Linked DNA regions of Zea mays: region 2 is linked to region 1. The links are chromatin contacts, called in public Hi-C maps. All regions are on one chromosome and are shown on one strand. The core of a region is the stretch at or near the end of the contact, and the rest is flanking DNA. Distances in the headings are between cores, read along the strand shown. Region 1 holds the start of LOC100192476. Region 2 holds the start of LOC111590822.

Region 1 (6,591 bases), core at 2,033-4,532:
TTTAAAGTAACCCATAAAATTTTGCTCTAATATATCCACCCCTGCCATTATAAAGATCACATAAAGGGGCCCTTTAATTTCAATATGAGTTAACCGCATCTGTTGCTAAATAACATAAACTAAAATATTAAACAAGTTTATGCTTGAAGCACCCACCATATAAATTATTGCGGAAAAGAATTAACTAGGACGATCTTGAAAAAAGTTGCTCTCTAAACAAACCACATGCCAATTAGGAAATTACACGAACAATCATTCTAAACTATATTAAAAGTCTACGAGAGTACCTTTTTATGTTTATAGTTTTATATTGAGACATTATTATAGCATAAGTAGATCAAATTAATTAGACCAAAAGTGGAAGGTAAAAAAATTCAACAAATATTAGATTAAAAAAAGAGTCGAGGCTAAAAGGGTTACTCTTCAATCATCAGTTTGTTGACAACAAACATTTACCATCTCACCTTGTTACTAGCACCGTTAGGTTTACGAGAATGAATTCTTGACATGTATGGACACGATAAGTGCGCCATTTTTTTTTTCTGCCGAATCGTTCGGGCCCGTTCGCCGTACCTCGCTGGCTGGCTGTCGTTGCGCTCACAGGGAAAACGTCCGGCGCGCACTGCTCGGTAGGCTGGCATCATTTGTGAAGCACGGACACGGACAGCAGCTGGCGCATCGCTTCCAACGTTCACCTCCTTTCATTCAGTAACTGCTATCGGCCATTATTGTTCCCTACCTTGGAGTTCAATCAGCGGTTGCTGGCCGGTGGTGGCCGCATAGGCAACCAGCCGTGTAAGAAAAACGCCAAACCGGGCACGGCGAGCATGGCAGAAGAGACAGGAGGCTAGTACTCCGTAGTACGCCTCATCATCGGCGGCAGGTGGCTCGAGGGCCAGGACCAGGACCAGCTCCCGACGATCACAGGTGCAGTACATACTGACATAATGTACGTGGATCCGTCGCTCCCCAGTCCTAGCTGGTAGCTGCTCATGGTTCATACACGACGATGCCGTCTCACTCTCCGAACCAGGCCAGCGCCAGCGCCAGCGCCAACCGACGACCGACCGGCGCATGTTTCGCGGCGCCCCCACGTACGCGCTCTCACGGGTGTTGTGCCGGGCGGCGTTTTTTGCGACAGACCCTGGGATTCACAGTGCGAGCTCGATGGCGCACTGGCAGGATCTACTACCTCATTGTATTGCTCTGTTCCCCACTCCCCCTCGTCGGCTCCTCTTTCCCTCCCGACTCCCGGAGTTCGTCAACCGACACGCATGCCTCTGCCGATGCTGACGCAGTGACGCTTCTTCCCACGGCGAAGCGTATTTTCTCGGTGGCGATGGCGTAGTGGAGAGTGGAGACTAGTACTGGAGTACCCGGCATGTGCTGTACGGTGTGTCAGTCAGATTCACGAATCACACAAATGTCAAACGCGAACGACGGTGGGTGGCCGAATGATTTGAGGGTGGTGTATCATTGGCCTTTTGGGAGCAGCGGAACGCGCGGCCGGCCGGCCGGCCGGCCCGCCCTGGCCCCAGGCCACCCACCCGGTTGACCCTACGGATCTCGTCCCTGCGATGGGCATCGTACGTGCGTCGCGTTTCATGTCGTTTCTGTCGGTGGTGCTACGAGTTCCTGTCCTCCCCTTCGCAGAAAATGTCGGCAAGAGCACCGGATCTACCATCGTCGGCGACATACTGTTACGGCTGGTCACGTTCCTCCAAGGCAGGCCTTCTTCTTTCGTCTTCGCCTGCGTGCATCTACTAGAACCTAGTTGCCATCTCCACGTCCATTTACGTGACAACAAGCGTACAAAAAACGCAGCATGACACGCGTTTTACTAGCGACACGCGGCTCGGAGACTACTGATACATCTTCCATGCACTACACGCATCAGAGTATAATCAAAAGAAAGCAGCAGGCAGTCCGTCATCCATACATAATAAATGGAAAATAAATTATCAATGTGTTGTACAGCAAGAATGGTTCGTGCGTGCATCAATCCATGAGAACACCAACAGGAGAACAAGAGACCCGTGCGAGGAACGGTACGGACGTATAGCGGTAATAAACGCCGCAGCTCTACTTCTTAAAACAAGCCGACGACGAGCCCGGCGGCCACCAGGGCCGCGACGACGCCAGTGCGCGAGCTCGGCGCCGCCGACTCGTCCTCCTGAGCGAGCGCGGGCCCCGGCGCCAGCGACGGGCTCACCGACACCGAGCTCAACGGCGCGAGTGTAGGCGCCTGCGTGGGAGACGGGGTCGGGGCCTCTGTGGGCGACGGGGTGGGAGCTTCTGTCGGAGACGGGGTCGGGGCGACGCTTGGACTTGGAGCCGGAGAAACGGGAGCCGGTGCGGGAGCCGTGACAGGTGGCGCGATGGGAGGCATGACGGGGGCAGCGAGAAGTGGTGTCGGAGCCATCACTGGAGGGAGCGTGGCCGGGGCAAGCGCCGCCGGTGGCATTGCTACGGGCGGGGAGGCGACTGGAGCCGGAGTCGCCGGGGCTGGCGCAGCGACGGCGACGGTAGGCGATGCGACGGGAGGTAGCGTGGCTGGAGGGGTAGCAGAGACAGGTGGCGTAGCGGCCAGTGGCGGGGAGGAAACCGGAGGCAACGTGGCAGCCAGCTGCGGAGAAGCAGCTGCGGTCGGTGGCGCGGCGGCGCCGGTAGGAGGTGCGGTGGCAGAGGCCTGCGGCGCCGCGGCTGATGTAGTTGGCGCCGCAGCAAAGGCCTGTGGCGGCAAGGCTGCTTTTGTTGGTGCCGCGGCCGAGGCCTGGGGCGCGGAGGCTGATGTAGTTGGCGGCAAGGCTGCTGTTGCCGGCGCCGCGGCTGAGACCTGAGGGGCGGCGGCTGCTTTCGTTGGTGCCGCGGCCGACGCCTGGGGCGCCGACGCGAAAACTGGTGCTGGCGGCTGTGCAGAGGCCTGCGGCGCAGCGACAGAGACCGTTGGCGCCGAGGCCGCCGTTGTCGTCGGTGGCGCTGCAGAGGCCTGCGGCGCCGAGGCTGCCGTTGTCGGTGCCGCGACAGAGGCCTTCGGCGCCGAGGCCGCAGCTGTCGTCGGTGCTGCGACAGAGCCCTGCGGCGCCGAGACCGCCGTTGTCGGTGGCGCGACAGAGCCCCGCGGAGCCGAGGCGCTGACCGGAGGAGCATTCGACGCGGACGGCGACGAGGCCGGCGACTGCGCGACGCAGGAGACGATGAGGACCGAGAGCAATAGCGGAAGCAGAGCCATTGCCATCCGCTCCCTCCCAAACTCGGTTCTCCTTAGGGGTGAAAACGGGCGGATACGGACGGATAGTAGCTCATCCTGTATCCTACCCTAATGTATTTAAAACGGATTCGGGATCGGATACGGATAGTTAGAAACGGGACGGATACGGATACAGGGGCCGGATATTTATCCGGGCGGATAAGTGACAGATACGGATATTATTTGATCGGATATCGGATACTTGTCGGATAATGCATTAATTGGTTATCATAAAACATTCTTGTTCGACCACGAAATTGCAAGTAAATTAATACTAATAAACATTTAATAGAAGATAATTTCAAGTTCCCACATAAAAATGGTAAAGTGAAGTATTGATTATGTTGAAACTTGGATACTTAGAGTGATTTCACGTGTAACTCACACAATAAGTGGAAATAAAATAGAAAAAACGTTGACATCGTGTGGATTTTATGGTCCCATTATTTTTATGACTATATGTGGCCATATGTTGTACCGTCGGACTATTATCAAAATATAATTAAAATTCATAAATACACTAATTTTGACCCAAAATTGCAAAAAACTTACCAAAACAAATAAACATTATATTCAAATAAAACCTCAAGTCGTCACATGAAAATGATAAGTGAAATATTAATTATGTTGAAACGTCGATACATAAAATGATTTCACGTGTAATTCACGCAATAAGTGGGAGTGGAATGGAAGAAACACCAACATCTTGTGGATTTTATAATCCAAATATTTTTGAGAACTATACGTGAATATACGTTGTGTTCCCGTAAAAATTCATGAATTTTTTAGGCTATTTGGTGTATTATTAATTTCTTGTTGTAGAAAATCATCAAAATACAATTAAATTCATAAAAATATTGTAGTGTCGACCGGAAATTGCGAATAAGTTACCAATATTAATAAATAGTTTATAAAAAGATAATTCTAAGTTCCCACATGGAGATAATCTTAAGTCCCCACATGAAAATGTTAAAGTCTATTATTTTGATATAAATTTAGACATTATTTCAATGATTTTGGCCTAAAGATATGTTTAAACAAAAATGTGTTGTACTATAAAGTTATAGATCTCTTCGAGCTCTACAATTTTCATATAAACTTTATCTTCATCCGATTTCATATGTAAAAGTTATGATTTTATAACTATATTATTATGCAGAAAAAGAAAAAACGGGTACCCGAATTCCGGGTACCCGTATCCGACCCGAATATCCGGGTATTTACCGGGTAGTACTCGTTCCGTATCCGACCCGAATCCGAAGCTATACTATCCGGGTATTACCCGTATCCGTCCCGAATATAAAAATACCCGTATCCGTATCCGAAAAATGGTCCTGAATCAGTACCCGTATCCGATACCCGTTTCGGGTACCCTACCCGTTTTCACCCCTAGTTCTCCTTTTGGCTTCCTCTTGTCTTCTCGTTCTCGCTCGGCACAGAAACTTTCCGACCTGAGCAGTAGAGTGCAGTGAGAGAGCTCCAGTGACGATGCGCTGCTTTATATAGCGTGCTCTCCTGATCGTGCGTGTAAAACTGAACGTTGAGCTGACAGTGAGGTCCCGATCGAAGGGAAGAAAGAGAGAGAGAGAGAGAGAGAGAGAGAGAGAGAGAGAGAGAGAGAGAGAGAGCCATCTTTACAGGTTACAGCTCAGTGTATGGGGGCAGTTTTCTGATGATGATGATGTAGGACAGTGATTTCGTGCGTACACGCGGCGGGTATCGGTTCGGTACGAGGGATGTAGTTATCATCCAGCCATGCATGCGTATACGTACAGATTTCGTAGACAAGCGCCACCTTCCAGTACGCATGCGCCGATCGAGATTTCGTAGGCGTGGTCGCATTTTCAGTTTGTACTAGTACTATCAAATATCTTACTTGTTAGACAGGGCTAAAATTCATATTAATTGCTTGCTGATACTCGAAATAGGGAAACGGCAGGTTAAGAATTGTGTGAATGTATGAATCACTACTATACTACTATACCTCTGGGACTGTTTGAAACATTGTTTTTTTTTCATAAGCACAGGTTACCAAATGGCACGACACGACTATGTTTAATTGTACATCAGTCCAGCACGTCTTTAAAAACACAATATTTTGGTTGCGGCATAGGAGAAGAAGGACGAGACCACATCCACGCGCCAGCAAAAAACTTTAATCTAAACCAAAGTTTTTTAGACCCTAAAAACCGAGTCAAGTTCTAAGGATACTACTGTTGTACGGAGTCCTTCATGCGCCTCTGAACCATCTATAGATAACTGCCTCTCACAATCATCTTTTTGATGTGCCCTTTAAGTAAGTTCTGTGTGAGGCTAAAACTTCCATGTCTAGTACCAAATGCAATGAACTCTCGGTAATGTTTGGACAAAATTCAATGGGAAAGATAGACTTAGTAGAAGGCCGAAGCCAGATGGAGCTCGATAGTATGGTACTGATTTCTAAAAATTTCAACAGGTACTCTCTTAAATCTCAATTCATCTTGTAAACTCTAGTTTTTTACAATGTCGTTTGTAGAAAATTTTGAATGAACCTAAAGAAAATCCCTCGTGCCCATGCTCACATAGAAGAAACTTCAAGCATTTGAGTCTACTTGACTAAGTTTGGAGGTACAATGTTGAGTTGGTTGACACCGTCCAGGATTTGTGCAAGCAACTTGAGACCAACTCGGTCGAGTTTGAAGGTAGGTAACCAAATCTTCATGTATGAAGTTCAAGTCTCTTATGTTATTGTCTGGTAAGTTGTCTCTACAGTTTTCATAGCTAGTGGTGTGATGCCCAAGGCGGTCAAGGTTCTTCAGGATAAGAAGTTCAAAATGAAAGAGCAAATGGTTGATACGAAGAAGACCCTTGTTGCCTTCAAGAATACAATAGACCAAGGCAAAGCCACTAACAAATATCTAGCCGAGAAGCTAGACTCAGCCAACAAGCCTAAAGACATGGCTCTGGTTGAGAAGAAGAGTAAGTCACTTGTTATCTTTATCTTGCAAAATTCAAATACTAAATCATGGTATTGTTTTGCAGAATACTAAGAAGTGTTAATTGTTCATAAGCCCCGACTAAAGACAATGATGGCTCGATTGTATGGTATAGGGTCTAGGAGATGTCTATCTAATGTTCAGGAACAATTCTATGAGATCAATCGAGCTCACATGGAAGAAGAGAGTGGCTTGGCCTTAAGGATAACTATGTCACATTATCCATGCATGGAGCTTGCCAGGGTTCGCCGCCAATTATGATGATGCCAAGATTAAAGAACTTCTGAAAGAAGTCTAGCCAGCGGTGGCCAATATATCATACCAAGTAGACATAGAGCAGTAAAGATTTTGAAATGTAATCGTGTC
Region 2 (6,591 bases), core at 2,139-4,638, 590 kb after region 1:
CATATGAAGCTGAAATTATTCAGATATTTTTAGTTCTTAGGGCCCAGTAGCACCAGATCATATTATTACTGGCAACGGTAAGAAATCATAAGCAAAGCAAATAACTGTTTTACAATCGTATCAGTTGGCTATTTGAGGATCCTTAACAAAAAAAAAACTTGTGTCTAATTAAAATGATGGGTTGAAATACACGTCTCAGTCACGCGGTAAATATTAGTCCCCCTCCCTCTCTTCCCTCAACCCAAGCACGTGCATGCAATGCAACTGTACTATTAAGTATACCAACGCATGTTATGGCACGCCATAGTCATCTCGAATTTGAAGAAAAAACCAAAGTTCATCACAGCACCAACGGTAACAAAAGAACAAATGTGAATTTCAAGTACGATGTTGCACGCTAAAACTAACAAGGTGCTGATATCAGCTAATGCTTGTACCTGATGCTCTAGATTTGAACCATCATACTGCACCTCTATCCGGTTCTGCAACCTATGCAAGCACTCTTCCTGCAACAGAGAATAACCTGTGTATTTTAATACATAATGGAGGCAATGGCAAACAATGTTAATCACAGAAAGATATGCTGTGTCAAAGCAATCAATGCTATAATGGCATGGCATGACATGACACTACTTCATGTTTCCATTATCGCAAAATAAGGACGAGGAATGAAAACTTTCTCTATACATTTGCATCCTCATTGCTCTTTATAAAACTTAATATTTCAATTTCTTTTCTCAGAAATCAATTCACAAGGAAGACAGGAAATGTCTCTAACCCGTCTCTAGCCCCAACGTCGACATATAAAATTATAAACTACTACGTTATGAAACAAAACGAGAGCAAGAATTTTTCATCGCCCTATGCATTGGAGAACACACCAAGCAATCACAATTCACAAAAGACCATACCTGTCGAAGAAGCAATTGCAGTTACATGACAGTTTTCCTCCTTCTGAGCGAATCATAATACCAACCATACATTGTGCTAAAGACAGTACGGCTTCCACAGTCGCTCCTATCGGACTCAAATAACCCCTTTATGTTCCCATAACAATATTGCCAGTTCATATTCAAACTTTCAGGGGAGGATTCATCATTCATAATGATCCCATGTCGCAGGGAAAAAACAGAGATGTTAACAACGCCCTGTGTCGAAGAGAGATATCTACGGATGGCTTTCGTCCAACCTGTTTCTGTTTCGTGCGCGCGCCCGCGATCGTCCTCCCGCCTTCTTAGCCGCGCACCCCGTTATGCTGCGCCGACACGTGGGCCTGCCCCACGCCCCGCTCCCTCACACGCGTGCGGCGTGCCCGCGCTAGCATCGATTCGTTTTGCTCGTTCACAGGCGGGAGGCTCGACAACTTACTTCCCTAGAAAATAGCTAGGAGAATCTAATTTACCAACATTTTCTAGAAAATAGCTTCAGCTCAAACAGTAAAAACCGTTTCAGCAGCGCAAACTACAAAAACATGTTCATACTTTACGCTTTATGGATTCATGGTACTAGTTTTACCTGGCATTTATCTAGTAAGCAATAATAAAATAACGGAATGAGAACGAGCTTTTACCTGAATGGGACTCAAATCGAAGGAGAGGCGCCCGTCGCTCTCCGTCCCCTGCGCGCACACGCACGACGTAAGCCCCTTCCCGATCCACGCCGTGGACACGCCCACGACCTCAGCTGCGGGCGCAGGAAAACGGAAGGGGGAGAAAACCACAACCGTGAGCCTCTGCAGTCTGCACGAAGGCAAACAGCGCAACCAAACGACGGCGCCAGCGCCACGCGCGTACCCGGCGAAGAGTGGTGGCGATGGTGGTGGATGGCGCCGCCGGAGAGGCGTCGCACGGCGAGGAACGAGCCGTCGTTCTGTTCCATGCCGAACGAACGCGCTCGCGCGCTGCACCACGCCTCCTAGGCCTCGGCCTTCCCCTCCCCCTGTCTCTCTCCTCCTCCGCGTCTAAGAGCCGCGATCCGCGCGGGAACCCATGGCTGGTTGGGGCGGGGGGAGGCCGCGGCTCTCCAATCCTGGCGTGCGCGAGATCCCACGGACGGATCGATCACGAGGGCTCTGTCCCCACGCCGCGCCGCGCCGCGGTGCTGCCCCCCCTTGTTTTAGCTGGTTCGTTTGGCTGGCAACTTGGCGTTTCTTAGTTTGGCGTGGCTCCCGTCCGGCCGTCCCGATGGTGGCGCGAATTATTGCGGTTTCCTTGCTTCAGCCTGGGCCAGACGTTTGGCGTAGAAAGCAAACGTTCCCACGACCTCAGTCAGTGCCGGTCTCCCAGAGACTTCAAGCAAGGTGGCTGCTGAAGCTCGGAGTATCCAGGTGGAATTTTCGACCCCAAAAGATGAGCCAGATCTGAATTTCACTCAAGAATATTGACGTTCAGAGATAAATCAGTTTATCAAAGACGAATAAAAGATGTCAAAGACAGATCAAGGTCATCAATCTTGTCACCTAATGGGCGAAGATCTAGATCAGACGCAGGCATGCAGCGTGGGTTTCTCAAAAACTGTCAGCATACTCCACAGCAAGTGGCCAAAATATAACGTTCTGAACGAGTCATTCTGTGGCTGTAGCTGTGTAGCATAAAATATGACGCATAGGACAACGGCAATTGAAAGCTTATTTTTCTTATTGATGAAACCAGAACATCCACATTCCACAGAAGCAACAAAAAATTACAGCTTAACATCAATGCTGTCAAACGGGCAGGTTTTGTGTATCAGATGTTGATCCTACACTGCTATTTCGAAACAAAGGTTATCAAAGCAGAAAAATAGAAAATAAAAGAATGTTTGGGTTATTATGTAACTGATTGATACCACCGGCGCTCTACTTCAGTTTTCGAACGAACCTCCCTGAGCCTCCCATCTGTTCCATAGTCTCTCTCCATCACCAGGTTGATCCCTTCGTCTTCGTCCCAGTACCACCCAACTCCGATACAGAGTGTGCCGTCTTCATTGATGTCAACATAGGCAGTGACGCCACCAGCACCAGGTAACCAAAGCACGGTGACATCCTGCAATCCTGCATGTCGACCATCTCCTCCGGTCCTCCTCCCCAAGAAAACCGAACTTTCAAAGAAAGGATGTTCAAATTTCTATATAATAGAGCTTGACGCAAACCTGCTATGATAGGCTGTCCACGTATGCTCTATTTCTACCAGCCGTCAGATTTCGGATACACGGTGAGATAAGAGCGCGGTGGAAAACGGTAAGGACCACAATGAGCCTGGATTGTCCTCTTCACTGTTGCCTTTCGTGTTCGAATCTTCCAAGGTAAGATCAATGTGTCAAGCATCTAGAAATTTCGTCTTGTCGCTTTTATTTACAGCGAAGGCACGGAGCCGACGCTTATCTTCCGCTCCCTTCCTTACTTGCCCTCGACACGCAGGCGACGACGGTGACGCCTACACTCGACGGCGCCAGCGACTTTCCCTCACACCTCTTCCACAGGCGTAGGCGCGTAGTAGGTTTCTGCATCACCCATCATCTTCCTCGCAACGACGATGCTCATCTTCGCCCGCATCCTTTCTCGCGCTCGGCACACATGAGACGGCAATGACGCTCATGCTTGACGGCGCCAGCGACTTCCCCTCCCGCCTCTCACATAGGCACATGCCCGTGGTGCGTTTCTGCATCTCACATCTATATCTTCCTCAACGTCGGCACTCATATTCCGCTCCCTCCCTTACTCGCGCTCGTCACACAGGTGGCGACGATCAGGCTCGACGGCTTCTCCTCCCACCCCTCACACGGGCGCATGCACATACCCTCTCACAAAGTCCCGCTCTGCATAGCGCCTCCGCATGCCGCAGCCACACTCAACGGCTCCATCGCTCCAGCGCAGTGCCCCTCCTCCACACGGCCGGGCCAGGCCTGTAGGCTAGCCGGCAACCGGCCAGCCACTCGCCTCCCTCCACCCGCTCTCCCTTCTCGGTCGAACGCCTTGGCTAGGCCAGACCTACAGGCAAGCTATCGTCGGGCGATCGTACAAGGAATTACTTTTATTACTGTGCACCAGTCGATTTGGATTCTTTACTGGATGATGCTCCTTCGAATTTGTTTACTCCTTTGGAAACGGCTCATTGTCCCCCCTCCCCTTTCAATTTTGGTGTGATTTTCACCTACTATATGAAAGAGTCAGACGATATGCAGAGATGAACCAACCATTTGATAGTTCAGTGTTGCCGTTGGTGGATTTCGAGTCTGTTTCCGACTCCTAGAATCCGTGTTGGTTTTGCTTAGTTATCGCCGTTGCCTTTCGCCAATGCATTCAGTTTGCCTTCTGCAGTTTGCTGTCACAATAAACATGTATAATTTGCTTCCTACAATTGACGTCTGGCAGCAGTTCATTTGGACAACCTACAACTTCTATTCAGAACAGATAGTATGGTTTTGTAGTAAACAAATGGTTACCTATTCCTTTCCATACTCACCAAAATACATGTCTCTCCTAGACCTATAGACCGTAAATCTCATGTTTATTCTGCCAATTAAGGTGTGCTTACTCTGCCAATTGAAGTATAGGATGTTTATTCCATGTTCCTCGATACAACGCACACCTTCATATTTTTCCTATTTGTGTTTCATGTTTTACTCCATCACCCATGTTTCATTGAAATAACTAACCGTGCATACCTATTTACCACACATAAAGTTGATCACTTTTTTTTGTCAGAGGTCACCATTGCTGCTACAATAGGTATGACCACCATATTTCCTCCATAATCACCATACTTTTCCCTCTATGTACATATAGATACACACTTAGAATAAGTGTTCAAGTACACATGACCGACGATATGCTGCTATCTATAAATAAACATATGAACATACGTCCTATACTATGAATGCACATATATACGGCAACGACTAATATGCAAGCAGTCATTAGGTGCAAGTGTGCAAGTAGCTCTCTTGGTCCGTTGGATCTAGATCCAACCATATGTGTAATCGTAGTTTGTTAGGGGCTTTTTTATAAAGCTACACGAGGTGGTAGTGGAAGGATTTAAATGCTAAATATAGCATACAGTTAGATCTAGATCTAACGAACCAAAAGACCTATTTGCACGCTTGCACATAATGGTTGCTTGCATATTAGTCATTGCCCATATATACATACACAGGACTGCTGTCAAATGCGCTTAGTTCAGGAAGTCCCTGTGAACTTCGTTTTAGCACACATCTCATTTTAACACACATCTCTTTTGTGACAACTAAGCCCCATTTAAAAAATAAACTTCATTTTAGCACACATCTCTTTTGTGACAACTAAGCCCCATTTATAAAATAAAATCCAATATGATCTGGATTCTACATTTGTACATTCCAACTTTTCAGCTACAAAAATATTCATGTTGTTACCTCACTCAGTTCAACAAACGACTTGATAGTGTATTTCCCAATCTTTCTTCCTTCTATTAATTTGCTTTGTATTGTTTCAGTTGCATCACTTCACTCCTCAAACAATATTCCCTCATCGATGCTATTAGAATTTGTTATTGCATCAGTGCCATATTTTATCATATGCCAACCAGGGAAAGTGATATATACTGACTAAAGTGAGATGATTATCAATTTAGATCCATATATAACCACAATTTTCGTGCTTGATATAGAATATCACCAGACCCCTATCAAGGTCCTCTCAGTAGCAAAAACAGTGGGCCAAATTACAGGCCACATCATCTAATTGTTCAACATGCATGACAATATTTTCTTTTTGCATAAGTAAGTACTTACATGTCAAGATATTATTGTGTACGTTGCATAATAAATAAGTACAACACATCAAGTTAGAACGTTATATTCACCACAACCACTGAATTTATTCAAAAAGTCTTGCAAATTTCTAGACGCAAACCTATTTCCACATATATTAATAGATCTATGAATTGCTTATATAAATTTACAATATCACTTTCTTTACTGTTCATATACACTAAATTAACTGTTTAAACATACCGTTAGAAGACTCGCGCGAAGAGCGAGTAAGTTACTAGTATGGATATATGCATGTATGGAAACAATATATTCTACTTAGCACAAGAATTTTTATAAGATCCCGTTTGGTTAGGGGACTAATCTTTAGTCCCTGGTTGTCGGGGACCATAATTAGGGGTACCCTCAAGACTCCTAATTCTCAGCTGGTAACCCCCATCAGCACAAAGCTGCAAAGGCCTGATGGGTGCGACTAAGTCAAGGATCGGTCCATTCGAGGGACTCGATCACGCCTCGCCCGAGCCCAGCCTCGGGCAAGGGCAGCCGACCCCGGAGGATCTACGTCTCGCCCGAGGCCCCCCCTCCAGCAACGGACACACCTTCGGCTCGCCCAAGGCCCAGTCTTCACCAAGAAGCAACCTTGGCCAAATCGCCACGCCAACCGACCAAATCGCAGGGGCATTTAATGCAAAGGTGGCCTGACACCTTTATCCTGACGCACGCCCTCCAATCGACAGAGCCGAAGTGACCACAGTCACTTCACCGCTCCACTGACCGGTCTGACAAGAGGACAACGCCGCCTGCGCCGCATCGACTGCTGAGCCACTCGACAGAGTGAGGCTGACAGCAGCCAAGTCCAGCCCT

What was found. A called contact is a pair of places that touch in the nucleus more often than the background predicts.
Region 2: a contact with region 1 is called in a Hi-C map of leaf, with 6 times the contacts expected there. The contact joins the promoter of LOC111590822 here to the promoter of LOC100192476 in region 1. A contact is called at or near these places in 3 of 25 Hi-C or Micro-C datasets (leaf and an unstated tissue).

The regions. Positions count from the first base shown.
Region 1 is chr2:22,390,844-22,397,434 of Zm-B73-REFERENCE-NAM-5.0, forward strand. It overlaps LOC100192476, which reads right to left and starts at 3,283. Exons shown (of 1, transcript NM_001137696.2): 1 at 1,902-3,283. The coding sequence starts at 3,238. The coding sequence ends at 2,090.
Region 2 is chr2:22,978,232-22,984,822 of Zm-B73-REFERENCE-NAM-5.0, forward strand. It overlaps LOC111590822, which reads left to right and starts at 3,389. Exons shown (of 2, transcript XM_023301603.1): 1 at 3,389-3,630; 2 at 3,716-4,274. The coding sequence starts at 3,565. The coding sequence ends at 4,123. It overlaps LOC100280027 (ELMO/CED-12 family protein), which reads right to left and starts at 2,150. Exons shown (of 9, transcript NM_001152971.1): 1 at 1,794-2,150; 2 at 1,571-1,683; 3 at 438-506. The coding sequence starts at 1,878.